2 separate regions of the Ovis aries genome follow, and region 1 is linked to region 2. Evidence: chromatin contacts called from public Hi-C data. All regions are on one chromosome and are shown on one strand. Each heading gives the region's core, a stretch centred on a gene start, on an enhancer-like site or on the middle of the called end of the contact. The rest is flanking DNA. Distances are from core to core; before and after follow the strand shown.

Evidence for each region. A called contact is a pair of places that touch in the nucleus more often than the background predicts.
Region 1: a contact with region 2 is called in a Hi-C map of liver, with 2.0 times the contacts expected there. The contact joins two enhancer-like sites. A contact is called at or near these places in 2 of 16 Hi-C or Micro-C datasets (liver and skin fibroblasts).

The regions. Positions count from the first base shown.
Region 1 is chr2:31,504,901-31,512,023 of ARS-UI_Ramb_v3.0, forward strand. All of the region lies in intron 5 of AOPEP (aminopeptidase O (putative)), which reads right to left. Among named protein-coding and RNA genes, the nearest start is that of AOPEP, 180 kb to the right of the region's middle. Within about 2 kb of position 2,376, at least 17 of the 54 cell types and tissues checked have an H3K27ac peak or open chromatin away from gene starts, as enhancers often do. A contact at or near this core is called in liver, where this site is marked.
Region 2 is chr2:31,433,295-31,440,475 of ARS-UI_Ramb_v3.0, forward strand. It overlaps AOPEP (aminopeptidase O (putative)), which reads right to left. Exons shown (of 15, transcript XM_042243057.2): 6 at 73-262. Among named protein-coding and RNA genes, the nearest start is that of MIR23B, 160 kb to the left of the region's middle. Within about 2 kb of position 2,012, at least 34 of the 54 cell types and tissues checked have an H3K27ac peak or open chromatin away from gene starts, as enhancers often do. A contact at or near this core is called in liver, where this site is marked.

The DNA of each region.
Region 1 (7,123 bases), core at 1,126-3,625, 72 kb after region 2:
CTGATGTCCATTGAGTTAGTGATGCCATCCAACCATTTCATCCTCTGTCGTCCACTTTTCCTCCCACCTTCAATCTTTCCCAGCATCAGGATCTTTTAAAAGGAGGCAGTTCTTGGAATCAGGTGGCCAAAATATTGGAGTTTCAGCTTCAACTTCCAATAAACACTCAGGACTGATCCCCTTTAGGACTGACTGATTTGATTTCCCTGTAATCCAAGGGACCCTCAAGAGTCTTCTCCAGCACCACAATTCAAAAGCATCAATTCTTTGGCTCAGTCTTCTTTGTGGTCCAACTCTTCCTCTACCTTAATTAAGTCATTATTATTATGAGCTTTCTGTTACACATAGCAAAACTGGATAGTGATATGATTTTGAAAATAATTTAAAAAACAGGCACAGGTAGGCTTTACATATGCCTTTTAAAAATCTATCATTTTATAAACATATTGAGAACTCTTTCCAGTGAGTAGGCAAGTACAGTCACTCCTCAGTATCCATGGACCACTAGTTCCAGGATGCTGGCCAATTCCAAAATGCATGGGTGTTCAAGTTCCTCACATAAAATGGTATAGTACGCTTGGTCTTCCTTATCCAAAGGTAAGAACCGCTGACAGTATTTGTGAGCACATATTGTCTTCAGAATTAAACCTGACACTATAAGAGAATATAAAGAAATTCAAGACCAGGCTTTCATCCTTAAGAAGTTAGTGATTTAGCCAACAGAAAAAAACATGCATGAACTGCCAATCCGCCCATTCCTAACACACCCGCCTAGAGGAAACAGCACACAGAGGCAAAGAACAAACAGTGAAACTGAAGTGAGATGGCCATCTCCGAAGGATTTCAGAAACCAAAGGGTCATGAGGACTGGGATTCTTGGGGAAGGTTCCAGGCAGGACTATCCCTTGAGGTGAGCCTTGAAGGAGGGGCAGAATCTGGAGAGGCATTGGTAATGGGCTGGGTGTCCCCAGGGTGGGGACCAACAGCAGGGAAACCACTGGTTCAGTAATGAGCACAGCATGTTCAAGGAGACTGGAAGGAGGTCAACCAGATGTGTGGCCTCTGGAAAAAGGGCCCTCCCTTTTCTCAGAATGTGGTCTCTCAGCCTTGAAGAGAATCCTCGTAAAGGATGGCTTACCTCACAATTCACCCCATATTTAGGAGATGAATCTGTGCTACAGATTCTCCCTGCCTTGCATACAACACCCTGCTTCTGAGTCCCCAGGGCTGACTCAGTAGTGCCTCAACCCCAGGTCCTTGCTTTTCTGTAGAGATCCTGATCAGACCTCAGCCCAGTGGTGACTTCTAGAGCAATGTGCTTCCTGCTATGCAGCAGGCACACATGAAATCCTGCCTACAACCTCCAATGGGGCATTTTAAATTAAACTGTTAAGTAGTGGTAGCGTGATCTGCCTCCTATGTTGGTGAAATAACAATAAAGCCACAGGCTGACCAGTCATCGCTTCCAAAGAAGAGGCCAGGGAATTCAATTACTCACAAGCTAACCACATTCACAGGATGAAGCAGCAACTTTCCTAATAAAGTGCCCTTTCAGCTACTCTTCATAAACAGAGCCACAGTTCAGATTCTTTAAAAAAAAAAAAAATCAACTAATACCTTTGGAGGAAAGGGCATTGTCCAATCTAATGAAAGACCTGGGCACAGCCTTCAGTCGCAGAATGTGTTTTGGAAGAGTCAGTACTTGTTGTGACCACTGGGTAGCCCAGATGAGGTGAGTAAAATGGAGGATCCCTGTGGACTCAAGGCCCAGCTGGCTTTACTAGTGACTAACAAAGTGCTGACTGAGGAGAGGGCCCAAAGTGCAACAAGTCACACGAAGTGTTTTTCTATCTGGAGTTTTGGGAGGAGTAAGTAACCTCTCTGGGATCTGGTCTAAGGTAAATGAAACCAAACCTGACCCTTTTCCAAAATTGGGCCTAAAATTGCTCCCCAGAATCACCGCTGGCAGCCTAGTAGAGCAAGAAAGCACAGACCAGCTGTGAGGAGGCTTGAGTGTTGGTTCGTCTCTGCCACAGTGAAAACTGCTGGTGACCTTGGCTTCTTTCTCTGCAAATGAAGGGAGTTGGACTGGAGATGATCTATCCCTGACACCCACTCTGGTTCCAACAATGACTCTAACTCACAACAGAAGAGTGCACAGCAAGTATGATTTTCTCTCCTCATCTTCTTTTCTGCCCATCACCATTTCTCCATACGCCCCCAAATCACATTAATTCGCCAGTTAATGGACAGCCATCCCGGGTTGCAGTATCCTCTAAAGTGCGGTGAATTTCAGGCTCATTTGGTGACAACAGCAGCTGCCGCTCTCCTCAAACCACATCCTTCCCCTTCGTCACGAGGCCTCCTCACTAGCCACAGTTTGCCTTGGCCAGGCCTCCCTCTGCGTCAGCTTCCACCAGAAACTGCCACCCATACGCACAGTTCTAGTGCATCAGACTCTTTGAAGAGGATCCAGCTGGCCAGAGCAGCGTTCCAGGTGCTCAAGACCGAAGAATTTCATGGCACTGCAGGCAGATTAAAGCTGAAAGGGAGCACAAAACTCATCGAGTTTGATAGACTCCCACTTACAGATGAGGATGCCGAAGCCCAGATAGGTTTATGTATGAGAAGTGGCCTAGTCACAGCAAGAACCGAAGTCTATTGACTCAAAGGCCAGTCATAATTTTGAAATAACTGACTGAAATAGAAGTAACTATTTGTGGTGTGCTCTGTGCCAGGCACTGTGCCAAGGGACATCTCAAAAGTTAACACGTACAAACTTGAACTCAGGATCTTTTCTCCAAAAGTGCTCTTCCTGTCCTCCCACCTTCAGCGGCACCCCCATCCATTTCGCTGCTTATGCCAGGAACTTGGGATTCAAATCCTTGACACCTCCCTCTCTCACAGCTCCCCCACATAAAACTTGCAAGTTTTGCCATTTCTCTAAAGCACATCTTGAATCTCTCCAATTTCTCCCACAGTCACCATCTCTACACTGGTCCAAGCCACCTTTGCCTCTTACCCGGCCTCTGGCCAAACCTCTGCTCTCATATTCCACTGCCACCGCTCCCATCACTGTCAATTTATTTTCCAACCAGAATCCAGGGTAATTCTGTGAAAACGCAAACCAGATCATGCCATGCCCACTCCTATTCCCACTCTGTCACTGTGCTAAACTCATCGTCTTCCTTATACACTTAAGATGAAGCTCAGATTTCTAGAAGGCCCTGCCTAATCTGTGACATCTCCAATCTCATCTCACCCTAATCCGCCACAACTCCCTAGGTCCTACCAACACTTCTTTCAGGTCCTCCAGGGCTGCACATTCCTTCTAACTACAGGTTATCCTGTGTGTGAAGTCCTCTTCCTTCTACTCCTAGCCTGGCTTACTTCATACCATCTTTCAGATCTCAGCTGAAACACTACTTCCTCAGAGGAACCTTCCCTAAGAGCTTGTCAGGAGCCACTTCTTCCGAATAGCATCTACCAGTTTGTAATATTATATTTTTCAGAGTATTTGTTTAATATCCAATTCCCCAGCAAGACTATAAACCCCATGAGGACAGGGACTGTATCTGTTTGTTCACTACTGTAGTCACAGAATTTAGTGGCAGCCACATAGCAGGTCCTAAATAAATTACTTAGTTTGAATTAATATATTTATGTTCTTAACACTTATTAGATTATATCAGGACAAGAAGAAGGTATAGGAGATATGGAAAATATAGGAGCCATGATATTTAGTGAATTCATTTGGAGCAAATGGAAACTGTGATAATGTGCTGAAAAATTACCACCCCCCCCAAAAAGATAGTTATGGCTTCCCAGGTGGTTCAGTAGTAAAGAATCCATCTGCCAATGCAAGAGACACAGGAGACCCTGCTTTGATCCCTGGGTCAGAAAGATCCTCTGGAGAAGGAAATGGCAACCCACTCTTACTATTCTTCCCTGGAAAATCCCATGGACAGAGGAGTCTGGTGGGCTACAGTCCATGGGGTCACAAATAGTCAGACACATCTGAGCACACAAAAGGTTATCTATATCCTAATTCCTGAAACCTGTGAATGTCACCTCATATAGCAATCAATAAGGGAAAAGGGAGAAGGTCTTTAGAGGGGATTAAGTTAGGAATCTTGAGGTGGGGAGATTATTATCCCGGATTGTCCAGGCCAGCCCTACATGCAATCACAAGTGCTCAAAAAGAGAAAGGCTGGGGGAGATTTGACACATAGAAGAAATGGGGGAGATGAGAACAGAACAGAAAGGTATTTGAAGACGCTGGTCTTGAATACTGGAGTGGCGCAGCCACAAGACAAAAAATATTGGCCACCAACAGAGAGTAAAGAGGCAAGGAACAGGTTGTCTCCTACAGCTTGAGGAGGCAGTGCGGCTCTGCCAACACCTTGGTTTCAGCCCAGTCATTCTGGTTTCAGACTTTTGGCCTCCAGAACTGCGAGAGGATCAATTTCGATTGTTTTAAATCAACAAGTTTGTGGTAATTTGTTATAGCAGCTATAGGAACATAATACAGCTAATACAGAGTCCATCACATTATTCTGCTACAAAACAGTGGTTTATACTGGGGGAAGTTCTACTCTTCCCCTATGTTCCCCATCTGAATTGCACCATATATTATTCAGCCACGGATAAACGGGACACCTCCATTCTCAGCATCGTCTCTACTCCATATTCCCAAAGTCAAGAATTAGCGATCAGGAAAGAGAAAACAAGAGAAACAACTGACCACCAAGGATAAAAATGCCACAAAGCTCAGGACTTACGTCCAACCCAAAGTAAACAATGCTTAGTATTGCCTCCAAAGTGTTTCCGGACCCACAGTGATCTTATGTTTTCACTTATACAATATACTAAATTATTTATAATAGATAAACAACCACCTTCAAATACCTAAAGGATCATATTCCATGACATTTAAAGGGCTTGTACTTTCAAATCTATCTTTCAGCCTACCTAGGGGTCATAGTTTTTGCCCCATATATTAAAGGTATGAGTTTGGCAAACTGATAGCATATATGCCCTGGTTCAAGACAATCTATAATTTTGTAAGACAAGATGCTGAGAAATATACATTTTCAATGACTTATTTTAACTCATTAGAAGTCAAATACTACTTATGAGATGATGTGTACTGTGAATAAATACATTTTAACATACTTGTAATATTCCCACTTATATGCTGTGTACATCATGCCAAATGCTGGGCTGGATGAAGCACAAGCTGGACTCAAGACTGCCAGGAAAAATATCAATAACTTCAGATACACAGACACTACCCTTATGGCAGAAAGTGAAGAAAAACTAAAGAGCCTCTTGATGAAAATGAAAGAGGAGAGTGAAAAAGTTGGCTTAAAACTCAACATTCAGAAAACTAAGATCATGGCATCCAGTCCCATCACTTCACGGCAAATAGATGGGGAAATAGTGGAAACAGTGACAGACTTTATTTTCGGGGGGCTCGAAAATCACTGCAGATGGTGACTGCCATCATGAAATTAAAATATGCTTGCTCCTTGGAAGAAAAGCTATGATCAACCTAGACAGTATATTAAAAAGCAGAAATATTACTTTGCCAGCAAAGATCTGTCTAGTCAAAGCTGTGGTTTTCCAATAGTCATGTATGGATGTGGGAGTTGGACTGTGAAGAAATCTGAGTGCCAAAGAATTGATGCTTTTGAACTGTGGTGTTGGAGAAGACTCTTGAGAGTCCCTTGGACTGCAAGGAGATACAACCAGTCCATCCTAAAGGAGATCAGTCCTGAATATTCTTGGAAGGACTGATACTGAAGCATAAATTCTAATACTTTGGCCACCTGATGCAAAGAATTGACTCATTGGAAAAGACCCTGATGTGGGAAAGATGGAAGGTGGAAGGAGAAGGGGATGACAGAGGATGAGATGGTTAGATGGCGTCACTGATGCAATGGATATGAGTTTGAGTAGGTTCTGGGAGTTGGTGATGGACAGGGAGGCCTGGAATGCTGCAGTCCATGGGGTCGCAGAGTCAGACACGACTGAGCAACTGGACTGAACTGAATATTCCCACTTGGAGGACAGGGATAATAGCTCTCTTGCTAGAGCAGCCATCTTGCTATTATTTCATTCAGTGTCTCCAGATGGGAAAAGGATATTAAGTCATTGGAAATTAATCCTGCTAAGGGAAATCGGAAATTTTCAAAGCTGTTGTCAATATGGCTCTGCAGTTTAAGATGAACATACGTGAGGTGAATTTTACAGCAGTTAAAATCTGCTTGAAGAAATGACTATCATAAGAGCTGTGTAAGAGAGCATAAAGAGAACTCTAGATGATGAGGGAGAGAGAGAAAATGTGGTTGAGGGAATTCAGTGAGGTAACTCAATGCTGCCCAATTTTGACAGAGGCAAGGCAGGAAGGTGAAGATATTTTAATGTAAGAAAATTTCCCGAGCAAATGTGCTTCTCAGACAGTCCAGGACATAACTGGGAATCAGTTAAAACCATTAAAAATATTTCACTTGTCATAATGTTTAGGGAGTAGGAAAGGATTTTGGAGATCACTTAGCTCAGCTGCCCCATTGTACAGATGAGAAACTGAAGTGGACACGGGCTCTCCCAGGGAGAAGTAGCTGTCAGGAGGCCAAGCTGGGATGCATACTCAGGTCAGGTGGGCCCTCCTCCAGCACTCTGTGTGCTCTGCCTCTCCTCACTTATTTCAGAATAAGTGACAGAGATTTGTCTCTAGCTTAAATAATGACAAATTGCCTACTATTTCTTAAAGGCAAATTAAGTGTTAAGTACTGTCAGCCTATTCTATTGATACAATGAGCTATTTCAAGCTGATTGCTTTTTACCAGTTCTTTTTAATAGGAACTTCAAATAGACATAGCACCCCTATCATCTTCTTGCTCCTCCTATACCCTTTGCCTCCCCTTAATCTCCTTGGTGGTAGATAGCTAGTTGATCAAATAATCTGTTTTGAGATTGAGACTATTCTGGTTTCACAGCTGAGTCATCACCAGCCACACTGAAGACTGCAGTCTGCCATGTGGCTGCACCTTTGCTGAGTGAGGGCCAGTGCACGCTGGTCCATGGGCATGGGGCCTGAGGCACACGCACAGATGTTGTG
Region 2 (7,181 bases), core at 762-3,261:
CTGTTGAATGAGCGAAAGACTCAGTTGAACTTGACTCTGGATACTGAAATGCTTAGTGCACTTGAAACTTACCTGCTGTGCCTTGGCCCAGAATACATCTTCCAAGTGAGTGGCGAACCCTTCACTCAGCCACTCCTCCGTCCAGTCTCGAGCCCCAATCGCCAGGCCAAACCAGGCGTGAGCAATTTCATGGCAGAGACGGGTCCCACAGAGCTGGCTCATTCCAGTCAAGGTGCTCTGAGAGAGGAAGACGATGTGTGGGCTGGGGATAATGGGAGAGAAAACACACAAGAGTCTTGTCAGGGCCTGTCGTCACGGCCACCCCCTGGGGCAGCTTTCTCAGCCCTGCCAGCCTGTTATTATCATGTGCATGCTAGATCACGACCGATAGGCTCGCAGCTTAGATGCTTTTAGAAATAAATAAAGTGGCAGTTTGCGTTCCTGGCAGCGGCTCAGGCTGCCGTTTCTGCCAAGCAGTTGTCTCCGTCATCAAAAGGCTATTACCTGTAATAAGTAACCTGCACTGAGGTTTACACTGAAGAAATTACAAGGCGATGGAAGCATTTACCCTGAAATCTGGACTGTAAAAGAAGAGCAGGTGTGGGAACGTGAAGCCCATGTTGTCAAGACACTGATCAAAGAAGACCCTTCAGCCAAAAATCCGAGTAGCTTACAGACAAAGTGAGAAGTCACGCAGAAGGACAGGAAAAGCCGAGAAGAATGGAACCAAACATTTTCTATTTCAGGCCAGGGCTGGTTACAGAGGTAACAAACTCACAGGTGCCATGGATGGGTGAGGTTTCAAGAGACTGTGATAAAGGCTGAATCTCTGTAAGGCTGAGGTTTTCAAAGGTATCTTTTCCTATCTACAGATGCTTATAATTCACATGACACAATGATAGGCAGAGAGAAGGAAGTTAACTCACTCAGGTGTGCAAATGGCCCCGGGGCTGGCACCAGCCAGGGAGATTTATTAATATCTAATCTCATTTCCCATACTTTGCTTTAAAACTCCAAACACCATGATTAGAGCTGCATTGATGAAATGGCAGGAAGGGAGGCTGACAAGAGAAGAGGTAAAGGGAGTACCTCCTGTGCTTCGGTATTTCTCATTTATCCAGGACTTGTTTACAGTCTTATGAATGAAGAATTTGCTTTGAAAAAAAAAAAAAAAAACAACACCTCTCCTCCATCAATTGAACACAAGCAGTTGTGAAACCTTCCAAATTAAGAAACTGTACACACTGGTTCCTTCGTTTAAAAGCCACGCATTTGCCATCATGTGGGCTCTGCACAAGCCAGAACTGCTTGCAGATTTGTCCTCCGCCCCCACGGCCACCAGTAGAGAAAACCCCACCTGTATTTCCCTTGCACAACATCACCCATTCAGCTCAGGGAGCTCAACTGAAATCGCGGCAGTCATGTGTGCCAAAACAGACAGCTTTCATGTGAAATAATAACAGGGCAGGCACGCAAATGAGAAAGCGTCTGCCAGGATCTCAGCAGAGTCCACCAGAAACTCTGGGAAATAAAAGTGTAGCTGGGACCTTTAGGATATAAGGGTGCAATGCAGCAGGCGCCAACAGTATTTCAGAGCACTAACTCAGAGGGAGAAAAAGGAAGGCAGGAAGCAACGCAGGAAGGAAAAGAGGGAAGGGTGAGAGAAGGGAGGAGGGTGGGAGGGAACCAAGAGGCACAGGAGCTAAACTTCCTCTTCCTGAGAAAGTCGCCCATGGAGAAGACAAACTGCGAAACCTGGCATTTTCAAGTAAATGACCCCTTGCTCTGGCATGTGCAGCGCTACAAAGAAAAGCCACAGAAATGTACCAAGTAAATAACATTCCAGACATACTGCTGGCAGCACTTCACCCTTTTGGCTAAAACAAAACAGAAGTAACTTCAGGCTTTGTAAACAGGCTCAAAGACAAGCCTGCGTTGGAAAGGTCTGCTGGCCAGAGATCCAGACGGTGCACGCAGAGTTACAGACGTGGTGTGGCTGAGCTGACCCCTCGGCCCAGGAGCGGTACACACGCTGATGACTGTGAAATTGCAGACTGTTCATGAGGAAAAGCCTGCGCCGTCCACGGCGACCTGCTGGCTGCTTTGTCCCAGTGTGGAAGTTGATCCAGGCCCTTTTATGCAAATATCAAAGTCTGAGAGGGCTGAAGGAATGCACAAAGCAGCTGTGTGGGGGTGGCATTTCATTTTCCTGTCCTGTAATTTTTCCCCTTCAACAGTCTTCGTTGTCTCCACCAGACCCGGTATTTTGGAGATACCACCCTGGCCTTGGTTGGGCTTAGGACAGATCCAGACATTGCTGGACTGGTGCCTAAATTCCCATTCCCTGTCCTCAATACTCTCTTCCTAGCCAGAGAGAAATGTGTTTCCTACTGTCTTCTGAGAAAACCGAAGTTTAAACTTCCTTCTAGATTGGAAGGATGCGCATTTCGCTTGATACAAGTGACCCTATTATCAGTGAAAAACATGACCTTCTCCCTGAAAAGCAATTTTCCAGTTTGAGAACCAGATCCCAAATTCTCCTGCAGCGGAGTTTTCTGTCTAAGGTTGGGTTTTACCTATGGATCATACCTCCCTATAAAGAAAATGGCTTTTTTCTTAAACTAAATTAAAACGCAGAGTGAGGTTTTGATAATCTTTCTCAAGGGTTGTTAACAAAATCCTGACATAAAAGGACCAATACAATTTTTTTTCAAGTTAAGGAGAATTTACTCCTCTCCTTTTGAACTTAAATGTCAGGATTTTTCATGGTAACTAGAATTTTTAAACTGCTTTTTTTCAACAATGAATGAAGAACAGTATAATGCTCAAACTCACTTCAAGGAGTAATATTAAATATTCCTCTACCAACAGATAATCTCTTTCACACCCTCCTTCAAAACAGAATGAATGTTTAGAATTTTCTACTCAAACCTTTCACTTGATTTATAAGTTTCACCCCTGGGCTCCTCACATTTTCCCAAGTTGTCAGAATTGTATTCTTGGTCCTAGTCAGTCAGCCGGGCATCAGTCTTCACTCTGACAAGCTCCATTTGAAAACGGGTTTTCTTTTTTTCTTTTTTCCCTTGAAAGGGCCTGTGTCAACTGCCTCTACAAATGCCAAATTGTTGATTCATCATCATTACAGAGGATGGAAGATAATCACTTCAGTGACATCTTCATCCTAAAAATGGTTCTTTTAAAACTTTTTTTCAAAATCACAGAGTTGATCATTTTTCCCAAATAAGAAATGGGTGGGAAAGGAATATTTTCAACTCTCAAAAAGCACAATCCCCTCTTATTTGTATTCTCCGTCATAAATTCTCACTGCAAGTGATCTTGGGGCCAGCGGGGCAGAGCAGGGGGTGGGGCAGGGCAGGGGGGCGGGGAGGGCAGGGGGCCGGGCAGGGCCCCAGCAGGACGCGTGTGCTCCTTCCTTCCCAGGAGACCACCAGCGGGGCTGCCTCCCGACAAAGGCCACGTGGTATTGTCTGTCTGCTGCCTCCCCGCCCCCAAGTTTAAAAATATCATTTCTGGTCTGAAAACAGTTTCTCAAGACTGTTCCTAAAAGCTCCCTCCCGACGCAGATTAGAAGGCTGTGTCCGCTAATTTAAAACACGCTTCTAGCAGAGGAGGAAGGAGTGCCTTCATTACTCTCAGGAGCCGCTCCAATCCTTCGGGAGGAATTCAATTTGGAGAGGAAATGGAGAATTTCATCAGATCTTAAGCAGGGGCTGGTGTGTGATTTATTTCTGCTTTGTCCAGGGAGACGTGACCGGCGTGGCCCACCTTGCGGCTCAGGGAGACGTGCAGCACTGGGGGCTCCAGCCCAGCACCACGGCCCCGGCGGGTCAGAGCAGGCTGCAGGCCGACCCAGAGGACAGGAAATAGCTTCTGGTTAGGGACAAGAAGAACCCCAGGGCACCCATTATCCCGGAGCAGATCCAACAGGCCCTGGGGGGGCAGATTCACTTTTTATACAGGTCCTTGGCAAGTGCGTCCAGGAAACAGACACATACTCACCAAGCTTGAACTTATGGGTTCAAAGTTTCTCACAGTCTCAACAACATGTGGAGCCCAACATTCCATTCCAGACAGGAAAGAAAAATCAAGAAAGAGGGGAACCCTGAGTACTTCCAGAATTAAACTGGATAGCTCTAAAAGGACCTCATGATTATGTGAAAATAACTTTTGCTTGCATGACTTAGTTGCAAATATAATCAGGATAACTGAAAGGTTAAAGATTCGGAATGCTTCCCAGGTGGCTCAGTGGTAAAGAATCTGACTGCCAATGCAGGAGACACAGAAGATGTGGGTTCGATCCCTGGGTTCGGAAGATTCCCCTGGAGTATTCTTGCCTGGAAAACTTGATGGACTGAGGAGCCTGGTGGGCCACAGTCCATGGGGTCACAAAGAGTTGGACATGATTGAGCATGCGTACTAGAGAAGGCAATGGCACCCCACTCCAGTACTCTTGTCTGGAAAATCCCGTGGATGGAGGAGCCTGCTGGGCTGCAGTCCGTGTGGTCGCTAAGAGTCGGACACAACTGAGCGACTTCACTTTCACTTTTCACTTTGACGCATTGGAGAAGGAAATGGCAACCCACTCTAGTGTTCTTGCCTGGAGAATCCCAGGGACGGGGGAGCCTTGGTGGGCTGCCGTCTATGGGGTTGCACAGAGTCGGACACGACTGAAGCAACTGAGCAGCATCCGCAGCAGCAGAGCATGCATACAGACTCAGAGTAAGTAGCTTGGGGCAATGTGAAAGGGAGGACAAATAGGAGTTACCCATCCCTTGGTAACATTTCATGCAAAGATGGGCACAATAAAAGACAGAAATGGTATGGACCTAACAGAAGCATTAAGAAGAAGTGGCAAGAATACACAGAACTGTACAAAAAAGATGTTCATGACCTAGGTAACACGATGGTGTGATCACTCACCTACAGCCAGACATCCTGGAATGTGAAGTCAAATGGGCCTTAAGAAGCGTCACTACGAACAAAGCCAGTGGAAGTGATGGAATTCCAGTTGAGCTGTTTCAAATCCTAAAAGATGATGCCATGAAAGTGCTGCACTCAATATGCCAGCAAATTTGGAAAACTCAGCAGTGACCATAGGACTGGAAAGGTCAGTTTTCATTCCAATCCCAAAGAAAGGCAATGCCAAGGAATGCTCAAACTACCACACAATTGCACTCATCTCACGTGCTAGTAAAGAAATGCTCAAAATTCTCCAAGCCAGGCTTCAACAGTACGTGAACCGTGAACTTCCAGATGTTCAAGCTGGAGTTAGACAGGGCAGAGGAACCAGAGATCAAATTGCCAACATCCCTTGGATAATCAGAAAAGCAAGAGAGTTCCAGAAAAACATCTACTTCTTTTTATTGACTATGCCAAAGCCTTTGACTGTGTGGAAACAAACTGTGGAAAATTCTTCAAGAGATGGAAATACCAGATCACCTTACCTGCCTCCTAAGAAATCTGTATGCAGGTCAAGAAGCAACAGTTAGAACCAGACCTGAAACAACAGACTGATTCCAAATTGGGAAAGGAGTATGTCAAGGCTATATATTGTCACCCTGCTTTTTTAATTTATATGCAGAGTATATCATGTGAAATGCCAGGCTGGATGAAGCACAAGCTGGAATCAAGATTGCCAGGAGAAACAGCAATAACCTCAGATATGCAGATGACACCACCCTTATGGCAGAGAGCAAAGAAGAACTAAAAAGCCCCTTGATGAAAGTGAAAGAGGAGAGTGAAAAAGTTGGCTTAAAACTCAGAATTCAAAAAACTAAGATCATGGCATCCAGACCCATCACTTCATGGCAAATAGATGGGGAAACAGTGAGAGACTTTATTTTGGGAGGCTCCAAAACCACTGCAGATGGTGACTGTAGCCATGAAGTTAAAAGACGCTTGCTCCTTGGAAGAAATGCTATGACCACCCTAGAGAGCATGTTAAAAAGCAGAGACGTTACTTTGCCAACAAAGGTCCATCTAGTTAAGGCTATGGTTTTTCCAGTAGTCATATATGGATGTGAGAGTTGAACTATAAAGAAAGCTGAGCACCTAAGAATTGATACTTTTGAACTGTAGTGTTGGAGAAGACTCTCGACAGTCCCTTGGACTGCAAGGAGATCCAGCCAGTCCATCCTAAAGGAAATCAGTCCTGAATATTCATTGGAAGGACTGGTGCTGAAGCTGAAACTCCAATACTTTGGCCATCTGATGCAAAGAACTGACCCATTAGAAAAGATCCTGATGCTGGGAAAGATTGAAGGCAAGAGGAGAAGGGGACAACAGAGGATAATTCGGTTGGATGGCATCACTGACTCACTCAATGGACATGAGTTTGAGCAAGCTCCAGGAGTTGGTGACAGACAGGGAAGCCTGGCATGTTGCTGTCCACGGGGTCACAATGAGTCGGACATAACTGAGCAACTGAACTGAACTGAGTTCCTTGGTCCTGGAGAAGAGTCTTGAGAGTCCCTTGGACAGCTAGGAGATTAAACTATTCAATCCTAAAGGAAATCAACCTTGAATATTCACTGGAAGCACTGCTGCTGAAGCTGAAGGTCCAATACTTCGGCCACCTGTGCAGAGAGCTGACTCATTGGAAAAGATACCTGGAAAGACTGAAGGCCAAGGAGAAGGGGGTGGCAGAGGATGAGATGAGTAGACAGCATCACCATGAATCTGAACAAACTCTGCAAAGTAGTGGAGGATATAGGAGCCTGGCATACCTCAGTCCATGGGTCGCAAACAGTCAGACGCAACTTAGCGACTGAACAACAAATTCAGAACGTGCTTCTTCTTCCTCTGTCAGGTGTGATATGGTTATGTGCCAGCATCTCAGCTAGTACATTTACAAACCAAATGCTCAGTTCGGGCCCCTTCATCTCTACAATGAAATCCCTCAGTCCTACTCCCAGATGCAGTCTAAGGTAGAGGACATATGTGTTGCTCCAAAGGTAAGAGATGGCCCAGATGGATCTGGAGGGCCCCTGCTCCCCTCTGGCTCTGGGACTGCTTCCTTCTGCTCCATCAGACATTCGACTCTGGACACACAGTGTGGACTTAGACTGGAGCCTTATGAGACATGGGGATGTGGCCCTTTCAGTAGCCGGAGGTGGAAACCAGATCTAAAAACTGGAAGAAAACTTGCTGCATCTGACCAA